2 separate regions of the Rattus norvegicus genome follow, and region 2 is linked to region 1. The links are chromatin contacts, called in public Hi-C maps. All regions are on one chromosome and are shown on one strand. The core of a region is the stretch at or near the end of the contact, and the rest is flanking DNA. Distances in the headings are between cores, read along the strand shown.

The links. A called contact is a pair of places that touch in the nucleus more often than the background predicts.
Region 2: a contact with region 1 is called in a Hi-C map of mammary epithelial cells, with 1.6 times the contacts expected there. The contact joins the enhancer-like site here to the promoter of Tial1 in region 1. A contact is called at or near these places in 2 of 12 Hi-C or Micro-C datasets (kidney and mammary epithelial cells).

Annotation. Positions count from the first base shown.
Region 1 is chr1:192,460,106-192,463,609 of GRCr8, reverse strand. It overlaps Tial1 (Tia1 cytotoxic granule-associated RNA binding protein-like 1), which reads left to right and starts at 1,780. Exons shown (of 12, transcript NM_001013193.1): 1 at 1,780-2,019. The coding sequence starts at 1,988.
Region 2 is chr1:192,550,490-192,553,948 of GRCr8, reverse strand. It overlaps Bag3 (BAG cochaperone 3), which reads right to left. Exons shown (of 4, transcript NM_001011936.1): 2 at 3,439-3,459; 3 at 1,545-1,946. Among named protein-coding and RNA genes, the nearest start is that of Bag3, 19 kb to the right of the region's middle. Within about 2 kb of position 1,983, at least 5 of the 93 cell types and tissues checked have an H3K27ac peak or open chromatin away from gene starts, as enhancers often do.

The sequences.
Region 1 (3,504 bases), core at 531-3,030:
GGTTGGTTAATATTGTTCTTCTTCCTTTGGTGTTGCAAACCCCTTCAGCTCCTTCAGTCGTTTCTCAACTCCTCCACTGGGGTCCCCTTGTTCAGTTCAATGGTTAGCTGCAAGCATCCTCATCTGTATCAGTAGGGGTCTGGCAGAACCTCTCAGGAGACACCCATCTGATCCACTTCTTTTTTTTTTTTTTTTTCCGGAGCTGGGGACCGAACCCAGGGCCTTGCGCTTCCTAGGCAAGCGCTCTACCACTGAGCTAAATCCCCAACCCCCTGATCCACTTCTTGAGAGCTGGATTTGCAGACATGTACCGTATGCCTGGCTGAATGTGCCTTTCTGATCTCTAGGACTGTTAAGATAATGCATGTTGGTTTAAATTTATAATTTGTTGCCATAGTAACAAATGTACATTGGGCTAGGCATGGGCCAATGAAGAGTTATGGTTATGACTAATGTAGTTTTATACCTATGTCTAACACTCCATCCCTTGGATCTCACTCTGTAGACCAGGCTGGCCTCAAACTCGGAGATCTGCCTGTCTCTGCCTCCTGTCATTAACAGTGAGCATTACCGCTCAGCTTCCAGTAGATTGTCATGATTTCTGTCTCCTCTCTTGCTTTAGCAACTCAATACTAGCAATCCATGTCCCTCACTACCTAACTCCAGGCTATGTTTTAGCACCAGATCTGGTCCTTGAGCCTCTTTGCTGTTTTCACTGATTATTAGTTTTTGATAAGATCTTATCTATTTCAAGGCTGGCCTTAAATCCATTATCCTCCTGCTCAGCAGTACTGTGCGCCACCACGCGAATATTTTAGTTTTAACTAGGGATTTGAAAGAGCGGTGGAGGCGCAAGTCATTTGCATGAGGGGCTGCTCTTTTGCCGCTTTACCCACTAATTCGATGAGATAATGGGTAGAGATCCTTGTGGAACTTGTAAAGCAAGTTACAAGCGGTATAGTCTAGAAAGGCCTATCTGGTCGGAACACGTGCTCAAAGACCAGGCTGGCTTCGGTGTAGCCCGATGTCCGCCACATCCCTCAGGGTTCAGAGTTGCTTCTCTCCTGCCCGTCGCGTGAGGCGTCGGTTGTTGAACACGGACCAGCAGTTCTGAGGGCAGAGGCGGACGAGGCCGACTAGCTGGAGAACCACGCGGAGCCAGCACACCGCCTGATCCGCAGTTGAAGAAACCGCTCTGGGGCTGGACGGAGGCGGAGCAGAAGCTCACACTGGACCAACAGAAAAGCCTTAAGATGCTAGGAGCGATCCTGGGGCGGGCCCCGGCGCGAGGCACTCTGGGATTTGTAGTTTACTTCCCGGACAGCTCCTCTCTCATTTCGACCACCCGCCTTTTATTCCTCGCTCTCTCCCGGCACGCCGACTACTTTGTCGCGGCACGTCCTCACGTACGACTACACTACCCAGAAACCTCTCCTTCGCGCTCCGGCAAGCTCTGGGTCTTCCTTGAACTACAGTTCCCAGAAGGCCACTGGAGAAGGGCTTCCCCCACTTTCCCGGGACCGCAATTCCCAGAGACTTGATTTCGCGGCTTTTCTCTGTTTTGGATCTGTCTTGGAGCTGGTTAGGGCTTCGCCGGCCAGCAGAACCACAGCGACTACGTGGTCCGTTGTGTCCAGTCGTAGGGTGTACTCTTTGGCCAGGCTTTCTGTCTCTTCAGCCACTTTTGCCGGACAGGCCGTCGCAGCTGGCCTGAGCAGTGACCTGGCGGGCTGCGCCTGCGCCCTGCCGCGTTTCCTGCCTGGCTGGTGGTGGCGGCCATTTTGTTCATCCTCCTCCTCCTCCTGCTCCTCCTGGTTGGAGCGCAGTGTCCGGAGCGGGCTGGGGGGAGCGAGCCCAAGAGCCGGGTTCAGTACCTTTTCCTCTGTCCCCAGCCGGCGCCCGGAGTCCCCCTCCCCTTCCTTCCCGCCCCCTCCCCTCCCCAGCCCTGCCCTCCCCCTTGTCCCGGGATCACTCCGTCGCACCCACCATGATGGAAGACGACGGACAGCCCCGGACTCTGTGAGTACCCGAGACCCGGAGTGCCAGGCACCGAGTGGCCCGGGCACTGCGGGATGCTAAGGGAGGGAGAGCCGGAGACCGGGACTAGAAGCGGAGAGCCGGGCCTCGCGGTGGCGCGGCTGTGAAGTGCATTCCTCATCTGTCCCCCTTCCCAGAGAAGGAAACCCTCCCTTCCCCCCCAAATACAGTCACTTCCTAGGGTCTAGGGCTTGTCTCGACCTTTTCCTCCCGACCCCTTTTTTGCACACTCTTGGCTGGGCTTGTGCACGGCTGAGGCTGTCAGGCACGGGAGAGCTCCTATTCTCCCTGTTTTTGGGGGGCTCCGGGCTGAGCCAGGAGCTATGGGTCCCCACGGGGGCAGGGCTTGGCGGGGGTGGGACTGCTGCTGCATCCTTTGGCGTGAACACTCAGCCTCAGTCCACGTCCTCAGCAGTCCACGTCCTCAGTCTCAGTCGGTCCGAGTCCTTCTCCCCAGCCTACCACTCTTTAACCAGAGGAACCCCTTGTCTCTTTCTGCCCCACGTGCCCCACGCTGTCAGAAACACCCGCCTAGCGCCTGCTGCTTTTGAAGTGCCAAAGTGATTGCCTTTTGCTGCCGTGCACCACCTCTGTCCCTTGGATAACGAAGTTTACTTTGAGCGCTCACTGCGCCAAACTGACAACCAGTTAAACTCCTTTCACTCAGTTAGTGATGCCGCTTCCTAAATCCGTTTGTGCGTCCGGACCATCAGAGTTCGATAAAAGGATGTCTGCTCCCGCTATTTGATGCGTGTCTTTTGAGTGCTATTTTTCGCGGTTTAGCTGTCGGGTTTCACCTGAAGCCCAATCTAATGAATGAATCGCATCTTCCAACCGCTTAATTGGCGTTTCCTTCTTTTCCCCAATGCAGAGTGATGACTCAGCGTCTGTATTCCTTTCCAAATAGTGTGGCAGTCTTTTTTTTCCCCCCTGCATCTGAGTAATTTCCAATTCATTGTTTAAAGTGAGCACCTTGGGTTTTCCCAGCCTCTTCAGGCCTACTACTCCTGCCTGGAGTAACTACACAGAGTCAGCTTGCTGCTTTGTCTCTCTTGCCTCCCTCTGCCTAGTATTGATTGATATGATGATCAGAGTCCACTTGGCTGGGTCGGCTGATGGGGAAAGTACTTTTTGGGGAATGCAAGACGGTAGATAGACGTTGAGAACCTCTAAGCTTCTCAGAGCTTCGTTCGTAGCAGGAATATGTTTATTAAAGAAGGTCCATATCTTTATTCAGCGTTGATACTTTTTTTTAAGCATTGTTTATACTTTACATTTTTATTTCTCTTAACATCTGGTTTGGGGAACTTGAAAACATCCTAAACGTACCATACCCCTGAATGAAAAAAATCTTTGCGTGTGTGTGTGTGTGTGTGTGTGTGTGTGTGTGTGTGTGTGTGTGTGATTTTTCCATTTCTGCCTTCCTCAGAAAAAAGATAATTGAGACAAAATTTGAAATTTGTTCTT
Region 2 (3,459 bases), core at 734-3,233, 90 kb before region 1:
GGTGAAGGGCACATGGGACTTCTTCATACGAGTCTTACAGCTCTTCAGAAAGGCTGAAATTGTTTCCAAATAGAAAAGCTAAAGACAGTGCAGGGGAGATGACTCAGCAGGTCAAACACGTGAGTGACGGCCAGAGTTTGGACCTCCAGGGCACACAGGACAGATGCATGGGTGTGGCAGTCCACCTGTAAGCCCAGCACTCAGGAAGCAGAGATAAGATATTCCCCGAAGGGGCTGGAGAGATGGCTCAGCGGTTAAGAGCACCCGACTACTCTTCCAGAGGTCCTGAGTTCAATTCTCAGCAACCACATGGTGGCTCACAACCATCTGTAAAGAGATCCAATGCCCTCTTCTGGTGTATCTGAAGACAGCTACAGTGTACTTATATATGATAAATGAATAAAAAAAAATATTAAAAAAAAAGATATCCCCCGAAGCAAGCTAGCCAGCTGGGTAGACTAGTTGTACCGGCAAGCACTGGGTTCAAGTGAGAGACCCTGCTTCAGTGTAAAAGGTGGTGACAGATCAAGAAAGACTCCCATTGACCATGGGCCTTCATAAGGATGTGCGTGTACATGCACAAAACATGTATCACAGACACATATGCACAATGCATGCAAAAACAAACAAAAGTTGAGGATTTCCTGTTTCCAGGACTGAGATAATATCACTGTAAGAGAAAGACATTCTACATTTGGATCTTTGGAAATATCTCATAGGGAGAGTTCACTTTTAAAACCGTGATAAGGAGTAATTCAGCTGCTCAATGTTACAGCCGGGAGTGAGTGTCCTTTCCTGTCTCTGAGCTGCAGGTGTCTGGTTTCAGTAACATCTCTAGCTTCACTGGAGGATGCGCAGGGCCGTGACCATGATGTCCACCAGACCACAATGGCTTTCCACTACTGTCCACCAATGTGGCCAAGGACCACAATACCCTACTGCAAAAGGGGAATGTCTCAGACAAGGTCCCTTGCTGTCAGGCTCGGAGCTTATGAGATAAGAGGACCATCTGGATTGCACAAGATAATCACGGACTGAACCCGAAGGAACTCGTGCAAGGCATGAAGGGAAAGGAGTTGCTTTTAGAGGAGAGACTAGGTGGGCATCCCTTAGAAGGCAAAGGGATGGGGGACTGCACTGGTCTTTTATTTTATAGAACAGGTCCAGCCTGAGCAAATGCCCCAGAGGGATCAAGAGAATGGCTTGTAGAACAGAAATAGAGAAAGAGAAACAATGCCCCTCTTAAACTGAAGTGCACAGTGTGGTTAGAGTATGTGTTGGGGGGGATGGGGAGAGGAAAGGTGTGGTGCACACTAAGGAACATGGCCATAGAGGTGAGAGTGATAGCACTGAGTGACAGCCTTACCATAGGCTCTCCCTCCCCCTCTGTCCCTGAGCATCAAAGACCAGCAGCTTCTAGAATTCCATTTGTCTCTAGTTGTGCTATGCTGACAAGGCAGGGCTTTGAGGAATCCCAGGGCATCTGCAGAACCTCTCGGCTTGCCTCAGCCACCTGTGTTTCTGTGAACCATGACTCTCCGTACCTGAGGCCTGTCAACCACCGTGTGCACACGGATGGGTGATGGGCAGTGAACCGGTGTGCCGCTTCTGGCTGGAGAGCCCTCCCGGCTGGATGCACCTCTGACAGGTGACCTGAATGGAGATGTGGCCCGAAGAGGCCGGGGCTCCCAGTCGTCCCCCTGGATCTTGTGGTACACAGGCTGCTGGGGCTGGTATTCACCCTGCTGAGCTGGGTAGTGGGTCTTCTGGGCTTGGTGGAAGGAGGGCTGGGCTGCTGGCCGGGTGATGTTCTGCTCATGTATCACGGGGATGGGTATGTAACCCCTGGGGAGCTGATGGCTACCCAGACTGCTCCTGCCAGAGGACGGCAGGCTGGCCGAGGAGGACGAGGATGAGCAGTCAGAGGCAGCTGGAGACTGAGATCGCTGCAAGAGACAAAGGGCAGAGGCACGGTGCCATGAATGAATGACCCTGCTGCCCTGGCACTCCAAATATTCCAGACACCACCTGGCCAGGACAACACATCCCCAAAGCCCAAAGCCACACATTTTCAAAGTGTGAGGATAAGGGCTGTGTGGACTTCTGTGAGGGAGGGAGCAAGTGCTCAGTGTGCTTGAGACCCTGGTTTCACTCTCCAGCACACTCTACTTAACAAATAGAGTATTAAGAACACTGGGACATTGGGAGAGCACCTGCCCAGCATACACAAGGCTCCCAGAGCTCTGAAATAAAAGGGCCAGGGTTTAAATACTTGGAAGCTCGACAGTTCTCGGCACCTTGCCTGAAATATGGGGAAAGGACAGCCTGCCTGCCCACCTCATGGGTTGCTCTGAGGATTAACTGGATGCTCTGTGCCTGTGCGTTGGCAGGCAGCGGCGTGCACAGGAAGGGTGTGGGCCGCTGGGTCTGTTTGTTGTTACTGAATGTCTCCTTTCCGCTTAACCTCTCATTGGAGAATGCAGTGAAGCATCTGGGAGCTGCCTGTGTCTGGGTGCAGGCCAGGTCCCTTGCTCTTCTGATCTATCTTCTAGTCACCTAGAAGGTGAGGAAGATGGCTGCCTAGGTGGTTCCCCACTAACGGCCTTGTTGGCTTACATTTTCTAAGATCTCTGACCGATGTGTTGTTTTGACTTGTACTGGAGAAACATTACCTACATAGGAAACACATCTCCAAGAAAGGAGAGAGATTTCCAGTATCCCACATTAACTACAGTGAAAGTGAACACAAGTAGAGGTCAAAAACAATCAGGACTCTGACGCAGGCAGGAAATGTGGACTCATCCTCAAGAACAATGCCAGTGACCCAGGGGACGAGCTGCCGAGAGGACGACGACGAAAAAGGAAGGCATAACTACTTAGCAACCCTACCCAGTCTGTTGGCCACAACCTCAGCTCAGAACCGAGTGAGCAACACACTTTCACTAGTAACAAACCTCAAAATGGCAAACGTCAGGGTTCAAGCCTAAAGCTGTTGCCCTTCTGACTTAATGCTGGATTCCCTTTAACGGCACACCTGAAGACAGAGATCTATGGCACCCTGATTTCATTCCCAGCATAGGTCCAAATGGTTGCTGTCCATCTGAAGGGACCAGAGTAACTCAGCTCTCTCTGAAGCAGAGAGCCCAGTGTGCATAGGAACACTGATATAGGAAGCCAGGCAGTTGCTCCAAGCTGTGAGGCCTCTACCTCTATGCACTTTGGTCACTCAGTTACCCTGTTGGTGCCAATTCTTCTACTACAAAAATAAGTCATGTGCTCTCTGGCCATCTGAAAAAAATCTTACACCTACAGGTGTAAGATACAGGGACCATGTGAGGCTGCCAACCATCTCTGCAGCAAGAACCCCTGAGGCTGCAGGCCGTGAACCCCGTGTACTACCAGGTCGGTTTCTGGCCCAGCATGAACTGGGTCTCTTACCTCAGGTCCGTGGGCAGTCGG